Regions from separate parts of the Pan troglodytes genome. Here all the other regions are linked to region 3. A link is a contact called in public Hi-C data. All regions are on one chromosome and are shown on one strand. Each heading gives the region's core, a stretch centred on a gene start, on an enhancer-like site or on the middle of the called end of the contact. The rest is flanking DNA. Distances are from core to core; before and after follow the strand shown.

Evidence for each region. A called contact is a pair of places that touch in the nucleus more often than the background predicts.
Region 1: a Hi-C map of stem cell-derived neural progenitor cells shows a contact between it and region 3, with 15 times the contacts expected there. The contact joins two enhancer-like sites. A contact is called at or near these places in 5 of 7 Hi-C or Micro-C datasets (blood, induced pluripotent stem cells, a lymphoblastoid cell line and 1 more), 1 of 1 datasets of contacts at active chromatin or transcription factors (stem cell-derived excitatory neurons) and 1 of 1 other capture datasets (stem cell-derived neural stem cells).
Region 2: a contact with region 3 is called in a Hi-C map of stem cell-derived neural progenitor cells, with 4 times the contacts expected there. The contact joins two enhancer-like sites. A contact is called at or near these places in 2 of 7 Hi-C or Micro-C datasets (induced pluripotent stem cells and stem cell-derived neural progenitor cells).

What each region holds. Positions count from the first base shown.
Region 1 is chr15:66,227,203-66,232,091 of NHGRI_mPanTro3-v2.0_pri, reverse strand. The region is part of intron 7 of RAD51B (RAD51 paralog B); the gene reads right to left. Among named protein-coding and RNA genes, the nearest start is that of RAD51B, 430 kb to the right of the region's middle. Within about 2 kb of position 2,836, at least 7 of the 24 cell types and tissues checked have an H3K27ac peak or open chromatin away from gene starts, as enhancers often do. A contact at or near this core is called in stem cell-derived neural progenitor cells and stem cell-derived neural stem cells, where this site is marked.
Region 2 is chr15:66,069,837-66,074,410 of NHGRI_mPanTro3-v2.0_pri, reverse strand. All of the region lies in intron 7 of RAD51B (RAD51 paralog B), which reads right to left. Among named protein-coding and RNA genes, the nearest start is that of RAD51B, 270 kb to the right of the region's middle. Within about 2 kb of position 2,415, at least 5 of the 24 cell types and tissues checked have an H3K27ac peak or open chromatin away from gene starts, as enhancers often do. A contact at or near this core is called in stem cell-derived neural progenitor cells, where this site is marked.
Region 3 is chr15:66,796,154-66,801,081 of NHGRI_mPanTro3-v2.0_pri, reverse strand. No RefSeq gene overlaps it. Among named protein-coding and RNA genes, the nearest start is that of ZFP36L1, 21 kb to the right of the region's middle. Within about 2 kb of position 2,836, at least 16 of the 24 cell types and tissues checked have an H3K27ac peak or open chromatin away from gene starts, as enhancers often do. A contact at or near this core is called in stem cell-derived neural progenitor cells and stem cell-derived neural stem cells, where this site is marked.

The sequences.
Region 1 (4,889 bases), core at 1,587-4,086, 570 kb after region 3:
TTTTGTAACTATAAAGCGCTTTGCAGCACCCTGAAGACCATTTCCCTCACTATATTGTTCTCTTTTTGCAGTTATGTCTGCCATTTATATGTATATGGCTTTCTGTATTTAACTTGTCCTGGAGTGCTAGTGATCATTCTTAAATAAGTGCTTTCAGGATTAAAAGAAGTATTAAATAGGAAAATGTGCAAGTATGTCATGCAACATATAAAAAAATCCCCCAAATAGACTAATAAAGAATTAGCATTACAGTTTAAAATTAGATTATTCCAAGTGTTTCTCCTTAAAATTATGTTCCGTTGAGAATGATAAGCCATCTTGGTTAGTTGTTTCTACTAAAATTAGTATATTCATGAAAGTTCTTAAAATTACAGGGAATCTGAACTGAACTTTCCTTCTTGTGGGCAGAGCCTTCCATTGTGATAAACCAGGCATCAGGAAATAGTTTTTCATTTCCGTTCCTGCACTAACTAGCTATGTAACTTTAAGCAATTTCAGTTTCCAAATGGGCAAAAAGTAAGAGGTAAACAAAATAACCATGCCTTCCAGTTCTATGATGACAAGTTGTTGTTCTGCTTTTGATAGCAAAATTTAAAGACAATTCAAAATCCGTGATAGACTAGCTATAATGTAATTTTCAGAAATGTCCTACAAGTTACATACATTTTCAGTCACAGGATAGAAAAGACAGCATTAGGTGAGATGGCCACTGTAGCATGGGTGTGTTTGTGTCCTTTATCAGAACTTAGAGCTGCTCAGAAACCACTGCGGGCTAAAACAAACAGGCTACAAGAAAGTGCGTACCCAGCCACCTACCTGGCCTTTCAAAATTGCAAAGAAAGACTTTACTTCCACTTAGCTCTGAAAACACCCTTTGCTCTTTTTAGTAATATTTTTAACAATGCCAAGAAAAGAACTCTATTTATCCAGATTTCCTCTCTCCTTAGAAATGTCAACATTACTCAGGAGTATAGCAAAAAACAGCCTGGAGTTTTCATGATGTGAACATGAGACCAAAGTCACACTGAGGAGAGATTAAACTTGGAACATGATTGCCAGTAAAGAAGATAACTCATGCCTAGAAAAAGCCCAGCTGGTGACTTCTGTTACAGAATTCACCACCACACTGGGTTCACAAGCCCTTCTTCCCATATGGAAGCCCCCTTTTCTTAAATGTCCCAGATTCTCTCTCCTTTAGATTGATGCCAGTGCCTCTTCTCATAAAAGTGCTCAGCTTTGCTCCATCTCCCTGGTTTGTACAAACCCTGGCATATTTTGGCCTGGAAGATTTAGCCCTTTTCTTTCCCCTGTCTACTGGAACTTCTATCCTTTTTTATCAAAAAGATTTTTTTTTTCAAGGCTTTCCAATAATCTGCTGGAGGCCACAGAGACAGATCTAATCACGGTTCTCATCAATCTTTCTCCCACGGCCAAACAGAGCCAGGAGGCTACATGGAATGGTGCTGAATTCTTTTTTCTCCCTCAAGACGTACTTCTGTCCAGGGAGTTAGGGCCCACTGTGTGTTCCTGGGAGCTAACATTTCCTGGGGAATGTTTAGGGATTTCACATTTACCCTAAACAAAATAACATATAAAACTTTAAGTCTAAATTCCACAGAGCTTTTTAAAAGGAGGGGCCTTGTCTCTCCTTGGCTTACAGCAGCCCTGAAGGCTTGTTGTATCTCATTCATTTTGGCCATTTTCCAGAGCAGCTGACAAACTGAAAATAAGCACACTGCTGTCTCCCCTCCTTCACTCCCCGCACTACCTTCCCCGGCTCCTGACAACCACCACTCCTCACACCCACAGATCCATGAGGGTCAGGCCCATTCTCAGAATAATGTGGAGGTGAACACTACCTCCACCTCATTGCTCCGACTTTAATACCAATCTTGAACAGTCTTGGTTTGGGATTTCAAATGTAAGTCATTCTTGGCCTAAATCAGATTGTGGGATTAGAGCCCTATTCAACTTGTGAGAGCAGGAATTCGCCTTTTAGGGATATGCGTCTAAAGTCATAAATCGCCTTGGAGACATGCCCACCTCCACTTTTAAACTGCCTCTGAGTCTCTGTCCTTTTAGATAAGCAACAGGAAAAGAGATATAAGGTAACTTATGTTGCATGATTTGAACCAAATATTTGAGGCAGGCCTCTCTGTTCTTGGGAAGCTCTGGTGGAAAGCTGACTTGAAAAGAGGATGTAACAAAGCATCACACACTAGCAGATCATACCAATATCATACAAATCTAAGTGATGGGTTTCCAGTAGGAACCCAGGGCCCCGACATAAGGCACCACTTCCATGTGTTACTAATACATCACGAATCTGATCAACCATAGTTGCAAGTCTATTTGACTCAGAATTTAGCAGCAGCTGCAGTTCCCTAAATTAGTGAGGGGGAGATAGGCATTCAGCTTATAAAGTTTTCCAATAAGAGCCACTATCTTTGAAGTACTAAATTTATACCCACCCCAATTTGTTAGATCCCACCCTGGCTGGGCCTCCTCTAGATCACAATATAAACTCCTAGGACGAGGACAGGGTAGGTCTGGAGGAGATGGAGGAGACAATGAGGACATAGATTATGGTTTTGCCTAGATGTTTTCACCTTGGTATCAATCGACACATCTGAGCTAGTTAGTGTTACGGCATTCTTTAACCCTCCTTCCAAAAGAAACATCATGGGGCTTTTCTACCACGCCATTCATCTACCCAAATGTTAGGACATTGTTTTCTTTATAAAGTGTATGATTAATTGCCAAGACAACACCTGTGCCTTGCCATTTTTGTTATGGGAAAGTCTAGGAAATCCATGTACAAGACTACCCAGAGATTACCCACCCAGTGGCTTGGAATGCAGTGTGACCAAAGGCATTTCCAGAGAGCTCACAGGACACAATGGCCATGCATGGGTGGATTTGCTGGATGGATCAGACAAACCAACCACAACTTTTCCATCTTTTGTTTCGATTCCTTCCAGTAGATTGGCCTTGTTACCAATACTGATGCCAAGACTACCAATTGCTTGCAACAAAGAATTGTTGTTAACCCCTACCCACTGTTTCATTCACTCTAATTATTCTCTAACAATACAATGGCTTCAAAAAGCCTCCAACTGTCCAGCAGACACTATGGGCCAGAGGAATCACTGAACACAAGCAGCCTATCAATAGAAGACAATACTGAAGCAGCTTCTGTCTGGGTGTTTGCTCCATCTTCTCTGAAACAATGGGAGAGAGAGCTCAGGAGAATAAAAAGGAAGTCCTGCCCTACAGATCTTTTGTTTGTCTGCCAATGTTTTATCTGTTCCAAGTTCTTGGGCGTATTCTTTACCACTCCCAAATACAGGAAAAAGCCTCGATTTCCTAGGAAATGCAGCTTCTATGTTTTTGATGAATTCTTATTGTACCCAAATCAGACTTCAGTGAGGATTCCGGTTAAGATTTTTTTTTTCACTCCTAAGGTCAAATATATCTTATATAGTAGGTAGGCCATTGGACTAATTCACAGCAACAATAACAATACAAACAGATCTTTCTATAACATTTTAGATGACAGCATAGAGCCCACCAGCATATCAGTGGTTGTTTTTGTTTTTTTTAACAGATAACACTGGTTGATAGAATCACTGAATAAAAAAGTAATACACTGGAAGCAGGTCATCACGAAAAGACATCAGTTTAACAAAATTGAAACTGATACAATAATCTTGGAGGTTTCCAAACAGAGGGAATATAAAGTCAACAGAAAATTAAATGAGAGGAAGCCTCTGTTCATTACAAATCAACATATAATTAGATTGGGATGCACCCATAATGATGAAATACCAGCAGAAATGAAAGGTCAGTTGTTTCCAGTAGGGCAACACTGCCAGAACCATGTTTAAAGGAAACAGACCAACACGGTAACCCAGAATCTCAAAGATATCCCAGGATAAAGGGGATTCATTATAGTCTATTTGAGTCATCAAGTAGTGTGAATTCATATGTAAAGGGAACATGGGGCCTGGAATGTGTACAGTGTGTCAATTACTACCAAGCAATTAAAGCAATAAAAACCAAGGCTCCAAACCATACCCACAGCAGAGCTATAAATAAGTGAACAAAAGGAAACTAAATTCCCTAAGGAAGGAAAAGCCTGGATCAAAAAAATCAGCAAGGTCTAGGTCTCAGAAAATATAAAATAACATCAACCATGACAATTTAATAGCGATGTTACTCAATAATTCTTAGAAGCTGGATGACTTAACCAAAAAGATAAACTATTAGAAATATTAACATGCAGAAAGTTGTTTCTGCCTAAAAGTGTGCATAATATAAAAAAGTTTACAATAGGGAAAAATATGAATAATGCTTTATTTTTTAACCTTCGCAAGTTTAAAAAATTTAATAATCTTGAAAATATTTCCCTAGCTAGAAAAAAGAGAAATATCATTAATTATCATATGTGAATCAAAGCAATGAGCAATCTGAAGGCAACGGGTATTGATTTCCTTTAAAATTTCTGTTTTAAATAGTCCCAGGTTTTAGATGTAAATTAATTCCGGAGAGTACATCTTAATAACAGTAATAAATAATATATGATGCACACACTACTTATAGTATTATTAGTAGTATAGTATACATTAAAATGTGGTGCCAAGAGCCTCCTTCAAGGAAGCACTTGCTGTCCTCCTATGGGGAGTATGATCAGCAGACAGCCTCTAGCATCAGCTCCTTTAGGGTGAGCTTAAGCTTTCTAGGGCCTCCATGCCCAAGATCATGTCCAGGAGTAGATCATATCCCATAATTAAGAGGCTCTACCACTAACTAGGTGGGTGATCTTGAGTAAGCTACTAACTTCTCTGACCTAGAGCTTACATAATAATATACTGATAATAATAATATCT
Region 2 (4,574 bases), core at 1,166-3,665, 730 kb after region 3:
ACCCACAGAATGGAAGACAATTTTTGCAATCTACTCATCTGACAAAGGGCTAATATCCACAATCAACAATGAACTCAAACAAATTTACAAGAAAAAAATAAACAACCCCATCAAAAAGTGTGTGAAGGATATGAACAGACACTTCTCAAAAGAAGACATATATGGAGCCAAAAAACACATGAAAAAATGCTCATCATCATTGGCCATCAGAGAAATGCAAATCAAAACCACAATGAGATACCAGCTCACACCAGTTAGTATGGTGATCATTAAAAAGTCAGGAAACAACAGGTGCTGGAGAGGATATGGAGAAAAAGGAACACTTTTACACTGTTGGTGGGACTGTAAACTAGTTCAACCATTGTGGAAGTCAGTGTGGCGGTTCCTCAGGGATCTAGAACTAGAAATACCATTTGACCCAGCCATCCCATTACTGGGTATATACCCAAAGGATTATAAAACATGCTGCTATAAAGACACATGCAAATGTATGTTTATTGCGGCACTATTCACAATAGCAAAGACTTGGGACAAACCCAAATGTCCAACAATGATAGACTGGATTAAGAAAATGTGGCACATATATGCCATGGAATACTATGCAGCCATAAAAAATGATGAGTTCATGTCCTTTGTAGGGACATGGATGAAGCTGGAAACCATCATTCTCAGCAAACTATCACAAGGACAAAAAACCAAACACCGCATGTTCTCACTTATAGGTGGGAATTGAACAATGAGAACACATGGACACAGGAAGGGGAACATCACACTCTGGGGACTGTTATGGGGTGGGAGGAGGGGGGAGGGATAGCATTGGGAGATATACCTAATGCTAAATGACGAGTTAATGGTTGCAGCACACCAACATGGCACATGTATACATATGTAACAAGCCTGCATGTTGTGCACATGTACCCTAAAACTTAAAGTATAATAATAATAATAAAAATAAATAAATAAACAAAATAAATAAAATCATACAGACCCAGACTATGAACATTTTTTAAAATAAAGAGTCTACCATATACTTTCTGTAAAAAATTAGGGTATGTTTGCAAACCTGAAGTACAAACCAATAATAACATCACACATTTGCACCTGTACATTATTTTACTATAGAATCAAAGTGAACTTTTCTTAAATAACTGAATATTCTCTACAAACCAAGGCCCTAAGTCTCATACAGTCTTAAAAGTATTACTTAAATGTCATAGCAATATGTTTTGAAACCTAAAGAAATTTAGAACAATCTATTAAAAGCTAATCTTAACCTGTTACTGTAACTATGATGTAAAAATGAAGGATAAGAGAGTTGGATTTTCTAAAGTTATGCTGGTCATTCAATACCAAAAGATCTCTATTTTTATTTGCCCTGTTGCTTTAAAATAAGTATAGTAATCTGTTCCCAAGAGCTAAAGCACATCAATGCTGGAAGACTAACGAGATACGATGCTCTGAGTACTCCAAGCTCTTGATACAAAGGTCTGATGGACTCTATGTTCATGTCAGTGTCTCACTTTAGTAGAGTTCACATGCACACACATGGCTCTAGGGTGCCTAGGTTTTAAGTAAGAAAATAATTTGGCCACTCTGGAAAACCAGAAAAAATAACTTGAATTTTAAATATGTAACTCAGTTTTTTATAGCACTTCTAGTTTCCGCTTACTTTCCTAAACTTTATATATAAATCTAAAATAATATAATTTAGGGCATAAAGGCTCACATATATAAATCTAAAATAATATAATTTAGGGCATAAAAGCCCACATATATAAATCTAAAATGATATCATTTAGGGCATAAAAGCCCACAAATATCTGCTGCCTACATCTCTTACAAGAAACTACTATCTTGAAGTGTAATTTAAATACAAAAGGTCTTTGCCAAAGTCTGCGTTTTCACACACACATAAACATTTACCTGACACTGAGGCTACCAAAAGAACCACATTTAGAGGAAGGGGGAAAGGGGATGGTGGGAGGGCATGTGCAAAATGCAAATCTGGCACTTGGCATGGTCTCAATTTGAGAGGCCCAGGCAGATTGGGATGTATGGCTTTGTTCCATCAAAAGGTCGTTTGAAGCACAGTATTTTATTTTTATAGTAGGGTATTGAGTTCTGAGGTCTCTGATACACCCCAGGGAACCAGCAAAAGCTAGTCTCAACCCTGTGCCAGCCCCCTGCTGGGTCACTAATGAAGATGGAGAACTGTGAGTGCACCCAAATAAAACACAGGAAAAGGCGAAAAAGGACTCCGAGCTGGGTCCGTTCCTTTTATTCCAGAGGAGCAACCTTTTCTGTACTTAGAGACTAATGAGTCATGAACAGGAGAGGGGAACAAATCACACAGTACATTACCAGGAGGGACAACACCGTCAGCCTTTGTGTTCAGTAGCTGGTTCAGTTTTCAGAGCATTTCCCAGCAAGGACCAAAAGCAACTTGAACAAAGGAAACAGCAGTTAGATACTTGAACTGTCTCCATTAATACTCCAGAGAATTGGGTGCTTCAAAGTTGGAGTGACTAATGAGAGTGGGGAGAGGATATAGGTAAGGGGGCCCAGGAAAAAAAAATAATGATGGCTTTATATGAAAAGTTCATGAAAAGCATAAAATGATGAGAAATTTTTTTTAAACTTGTTCTTCAGAGTTGTTATTTTGAAAGTTCTGTCCTTTCTAAGGACATGAGCTCTGATCCCTCCACAGACTTTTAAACGGAGAACAGAAATGAAGCATAAGAAGGTATTTCATTTTCCATCCTCACCACTTAATTAGGAAGGGCATTTAAGGTGTTCAAAGTTTTAATTGCCTTCTCCTCTACCCCAACCTCCTTCTTCAGTTACGCCCATACAGCAACTGAGCCAAAGCCAGACAGACATCTGAAGCTTCTCTCATGCAGGAAAAAACACCAGCACAATTACCCCAGACACCATTTATTTCTCTCCCCCACTTCCTTCATCCCCCGCCACTCTTTCCATCTCAATCTCCCCCCACCTCTCTCTCTGTCTCTCTCTCTCTCTGTCTCACACACATGCACACACACACACACGATCCCATAACACTGCTAGTACACAGAAAGCTTTTCTGGCATAATTGATAGCAGCAAATGCTGCAACATGAGAAAGTTTCCAATAATCTGAAAGAAAGGAAGAAGACGAAAAAAGAGGGAGAAAAAAATGAGGAGTTATTAGACAAAAGAAAGAGAGGTTGAAACAGCTAACTCTCTCTATTAAAAAAACAAAAACCTGAGACACATTCATGGAAAATGACAGTGATCCAAATTGGTCATGGTAAAAAAGTAAATAAGTAAATTCGATTTATTTCCATATACCTTAAAAAGTCTAGAATTTTATCTCTTTTCTCTCTATTTACTATGATAGCATGCAGGTCAATAAAAGACATTTTAGTAGGGCCAGGACTGTAACAAAACCTTTGTCCTTACAAAAACTTATACCAAAGACATCACCAATAATAGCTCTTAGATTCATGGAGAAATGAGATCCTTGATTTTGATCTGGAATTCTAACAATAAATTCTAACAATAAGTGCTCACTTAGGGCCCTAGAGTAGTAAATAATAGTTATTATTTTTATTTAAATAATTATATAATTATATATATTATATATAAGTATATATAATATATTATATAATTATATATAAGTATATAATATATTATATAATTATATATTATATTATATATAATTATATAATATATTATATAATTATATATAATAATATATATAATTATATAATATATTATATAATTATATATAATATATATAATATATTATATAATTATATATAATATATATAATTATATAATATATTATATAATTATATATAATATATATAATTATATAATTATTATATAATTATATATAATAATTATATAATTAAATATTTAAAAATATTATTTTTAAGTCAATAAAATAATTATTTTAAGTTAATAAAAATACTATCAGTTCTTATTTATTTAATATCAACAATGTAATGGTACATATACATGACCTTCAATTCTAACCATGATGCACATTAGGCATTACCAGGTAATGTTACAGAGAGTAAATGACTCTGTAACATCCTCACAGGATGTTCAAGGCCCCATAGCTCAATCACCGATGGAGCCAGATTTTTTTTCTGGTTCCACAGCGAACTTTCTTTCTGTTAAACCACAGAAGAAAGTGAGCTGTTGTCAACCCTTTAACATTTGAACAGAATGGTTTTCTAAGCATAATACTATAATAATCCAGAGTTTTCTACAATCGGTAATCCATCATATAGACCAGTCAATCATGATGAATCATAATGGGAATGATATCTTTGCTAATTAAGGTAGACTGGCTAGAGGTACTTTGACAATGGGAAAAGTCTCCAGAGGGTCTCAGAACACCCTGCTACTCTGATTATTAGACTAGAATTAGGCCCCAAACCCAAACTTAATCCATAGGTTCAGGGTCCAATTCTGGTATATGCTAGCTACCCAAAATAAAGAGCATTATCAAATTAATGGAATCTCTGGGGATCAGTGGACCCTAGGGAATCAGAAATAGTATGGGCTGTCACAGGCATCTCT
Region 3 (4,928 bases), core at 1,587-4,086:
TTACAGAGGAGGAAGCTGAGGCTCTGGGACATGGAATGGCCATAGCAGAGCTGGGATTCTGACCTGGCAGCCCAGCAGCAAAGTCCTCGCTCTGACCCACCCAGTTCTAAGCTGTCTTCTGACCTGGAGCTCCCACTCTGGGAGGCAGCTTGGGCCCTGAAGCATTCACTCAGCCACCAGGCCCCGCCCACTCCCAGGGAGGGGCTCCCTCTGAAGCCGCACACCCACCACCCCGAGCCCTTTCTCAGGCTCACTGCCACCCCAGCCGGCTCCCTTCCCTGGGAACCTCCGTCATAAAGAAGGCGAGGCCCTGATCTGGCCTGTCTCTCCGCCCTGGGGCCTTCCTCACCTCAGGGAACCTTAGTTATACATACGGGGGTTACGCCTTGAGCTTGTATTAAGCACCTTTCATCTGGGGAGCTCCTGGCTGCTGGGAGGCTAATTAGCTGCTCTCTGGAAAGAGTGAGTAAGAGCTGACGTCCTAGCCAGGGAACTGCCTAGCTAGGCATGGGGCTGGCCTTCCTGGGAGAGGTGTGTGAGCCATCATCTTGGGTCACCCACTTCTCCATATTTCTCCTTCTGTAGGACCTCCTCACAGAGTCCCTTCTCTCTGGCTAATGATGAAGCCCACCGTTTACTGAGTGCTTATTATGTGCCAAGGGCTTGCTAAGCCCCTTCGCCTGTTAAATATATGTGTGCAGAGCAGTAGGGCCATAGGACTACATAAATATATGTGTGCAGAGCAGTAGGGCCGTAGGACTACATAAATATATGTGTGCAGAGCAGTAGGGGTGTCATGCGTTAACAACTGTGATGGAGCCCTACTCCTTGCTGGCATGGGACCAGCACTTCTGCACATGACCTCATGGAGTGGATGGGAAGCCTCTAGTGTGCTGCCTGGCACGGATCAAGCACTTGCTAAGTGGTAGCTATTATCAGTAATCTTCAGAACAGCCCAGTGAGGTAGGTACCATGCTATTCCCATTTCTCAGATGAGGAAACAGGCTCAGAGAAGTTAAACCACTTACTGGCTATCACAGAGTCAGGAATAGAGTTGGATTGATTTGATTGATTCTAAAGCTGCACATAGTTTTTCAGCTGCTCCCCCCTCCCTTCCCCTAACCTGGAGTCTGTTAACGACAAAGGCCTTGCTTTGCATAATGCTAGGGTCATGGGGTCATTGGGCAGGGCTGTTCTCGTCCATCTCTCCAACAGTGCACTGGTGGGCTAGGCATGGATCAGAAACCCTTGGAGATCATCTAACACAACTCATCCCCACCCCACATTTTTCAGATGTGAAAACGGGACAGAAGGGACTGAGCAAGGTAACAGGATTAATGGGATGATACCTCCTTGTCAGCACAAGGGATAAAGTGGCAGTGGTTGGTGGTCATCCTGGCCCCTGCCATCAAGCTGGCATTGATACAAAGTAAGAATCATTAGAACACTAGAATTCCTGGCTGCCATTTGTCAGCCTGGCCCACCTGCAATGAGTGACCCCAGGGACGTTTGGGTGGGGTGGGGGTGCACACAGCAGGCTGGAGCTGAGACTGGGGCGGGGAGGGTGTACTCCACCTACCTGCCCTCCAGGGTGCTTGGCGCCTCCTAGGGCAGGCTGGCCTCTTTGTGCCATGCCCCACAGAGCATTGCAGTGATCCTAGTGCAGAGCACATAGTAGGTGCTTAAAAATGCTCATTGGAGAAACAGCTGGATCCTGGACTGCAGGAGGGAGGAGATGGCACACTGAGGGCATTGATGGGTAGATGGTAACATCATGTCTATTCATCATTACTCAGCAGACCTGGTTCCATCAGATGTGACTGCCCTTCAGGCCTTACAGAAGGGACCTACATAAATCTGCTCAGGCAAAGAGAAGTTTGTGGGCTGTGGGCACCTGGCTGGGGTTCCTCAAGGTGGAGCATTCTTCTTGGCACTGACGGGGGTAGCTAAGATCTGAGCATGCAGGCAGGCCCTCTTCTCCCCTGGATGCTGCCCTTCTGAGGAGGCAGCTCTGTGGGTACCAGAGGCATGGGCCTAGGAGGCTGTGACCCCCTGCCTGGCCCCCTACCAGTCTCTGCTTCTACAGCCAGGGTCTGCATCTTACCTGCTCGGCCTGCCAGTTCCAGTCCCCTCCCCATTCCCCTCAGGACCTCATCCCTCCTCCTGGCCTCAGCTTAAGGGTTTCCTCAGAGAGGTCTTCCTCAAGAACCTTCCCATCCCAAATCTAAATTAGTGCCCCATTTATATATGTTCTCTGAGCACCTGATTCTTTTCCTTCATAGGAATTTGAAAGTCTTTTCAAATGGAATCTTATATTTCTTTCTAGGTGATTTGTTGAAACAAGTCTGTCTCCTCCGTTAGACTAAGCTCCGCGAGGGGTGAGAAAGTTGTTCCGTCCACTCGTCCTCCGGGGCTAGCAGGACATATTCTGTATTAAATGAGTAGATGACAGAAACCCCGTGAGAGAAAGAGTGAGCCGAGCCAGTGGTTCTCTAAGTGTGGCTCCAGGACCAGCGGACCAGCAGCTCAGCATCGCCTGAGGACTTGTTAGAAATGCAAATTCTCTGACTTGGTTGGGGGACCCAGCAATCCGGGTTTGAAAGAACTGTCCAAGGGGGGATTCCGGTGCACACTAAAGTTTGAGAACCACCGAAGGCGGCAAATCCCCTGCTGTTGGGTGAGTGTGCACTGTGGCAGCTTTGGTGACCTGTAAGAGGAACCATGGATGGCAAACCCCACCTTCAAATGTAGCAAAGAGCAGAGAGAGGGTGGACACGTCACCCAGACCCCCAAAAGGGGCCCAGACGTGTTGTTCGGCGAGCTGGCCACTGGAGGGCAGTGTGGCCACGTCCATCGTGCTGCCTCCGAGGGCTTCCGGGGGAGAGCGGCCGCGGGAGGACGGGAACCAAGCCGTAGCGAGAACCTCGCCCCACGCCGCAGCCTCCTGCAGCAGCGTCGGCTCGCCGGCCCCTTGCGTTCCGAGCCGCCCAGGGAGCTCAGCCGCCGCAGCCCCGGCCCCTGTGTCTCCCCTCGCGGGCCGGGCCTGGTGTGCGCGTCTGGATGGCCTCGGGCCTGGAAGGTTTGCGAGGCCCCGGGAGCCGCAGACCGCGCCGGGGAGGAGATCCCGGCAGGCCGGCCGGGGCAGAGCGCCAAGGAGGGCGGCGGAACCTTGGCTGTTTCCCGGGAGGCCAAGGGCAGCCTTCCCGCGTGATCCGCGCGCTGCCGATCGCGTCGGCCATCTTGGCGGCCTCGCCCGGGCCCCGCGCCCTGCCCGGCTTGGTTCTCGCTCGCGGCTGAGCAGACGCCGGGGTGGCGACGGGAGAGCCCGACCGCGAAGCTCGGCCGCAGGAGTGCGTGGGCGTCGCAGAAGTCCAGGAGAGCCCTGGACCTTGGTAGCTTCCCGGGGGTGCTGGGAAACGCCACCCCAGTAGCCGCCGGGAAGGCAGGCCTGAGCCTCCGAGCCTCAAGTGAATTGGATGGCGCCAGTCGCCCTTCTTCTTTTTGCCCCTATTCAAAGAGCGGAAAGTCAGAGGGCGTTAAAGTAGGTCACAGCGGTCAGCAGGTTTTTGTGGGGCAGGCAAGTGGCAGGGTCCAAGGCCAGGCGTAGTATCTGGTTGCCTAAGATGCTTGGGCAACTCCTTCACCGGGCACACCAATCTCCGAGCCAGAGGTCAGGGACTGGCCCCGCGGAGCTGGCTCCAGGCGGCCGATGCATTCCAGTCCCTGACCACCATGGGAACTTGAGATGCCATTCTGAGGAGCCCCAGGCCCCACCACGCCTGTTGCCTCTGTCTAGCGTAGTTCACACATGGATGCTGTCTCTCTGGCACTTGGGTGTTTCTCAGGTTCCAGAACATCCGTTCATCTTACCAGTCCTTCAAGGTTCAGCTTAAAGATCAGCTCCACCAGGAAGCCTTCCTGGATTTCCCCTCTTAGTTTCCAACAGAATCCATCTCTTCCCTTCTCTGCCCACCTTGAGTAGCAGTAGCTTCAGCTGTAGACTCTCCTGTTTTTTCGTTACAGTCTTTGTTGCTGCATCCTCTCTCACTGAATTGTTGAATTGTGAGACCCTGTGAGGGTCGGCACCCTGTGATGCTGGCCAGGAAAGGGTTGTTGCAAGGGGATCATGGGATTGTTGAATGGGTTTTGATCTGGATTTTGATGTTGGAAATCAAGTTCCCGAATGTTTTCAACCTTGGGTAAAGGAACATGTAATGGTGTTTTTTAAGGCTGTCATGGAATCCTTTTGTGTGTTTAATTGCTTTGTTATTTTAGTAGAAATGTCAGGGTGTCAGAGGAACAAAAGCCATGGGTCTGAGCCCAAGCAAGAAGACAAACCACTGAGCCCGTGCTGGGTGCTTCCTCTGCGTGGCCTCAGGGTCAGGGCCTGTCAGATGGAATGGCAGGCTGCGGGTCCAGCCCCAAGGTCCAACCAAGAAGCTCCTGGGGCCTTGGCCGGGCTTGAGGCTGTGATTTCAGACTCCTCGCTGGTCTAGGTCGGTATTTCAGAGGAGGCAAAAGAGAAAGTGCCTTCACAGCCTTGGAGAAGACTGGGAGCTAAAGGAGACATCCTTGCTTTTTCCTTTTAAAATAATAAGCCAAACGTTCTCCCATGAAGGACTCCAGAAAACCCCGTTCATGCCTCACCCACAGATGATTTGCTGAATGCTCATTAAGGGGAAAACAAAGAGGTGGTTTTGTTTATTTATTTAAAAGGAAAAATAAATGAGCTGTGACAAAACAATTTGAAACCAGGCCCCTCTGAGACCTGGGCTTTCACTTCCTTGATGGGAAGTAAAACAGAGAATCGAATCCCCCTCCAAATAAAAGTGAAGTTAATAATCAGACAGCTCGAGCCCTGGCCACATCCTGTCAGCCCCCTCCCTCCCTAGGCTCTCTGTTTATAGCTGCCGAGTGCTTTCCCTCCA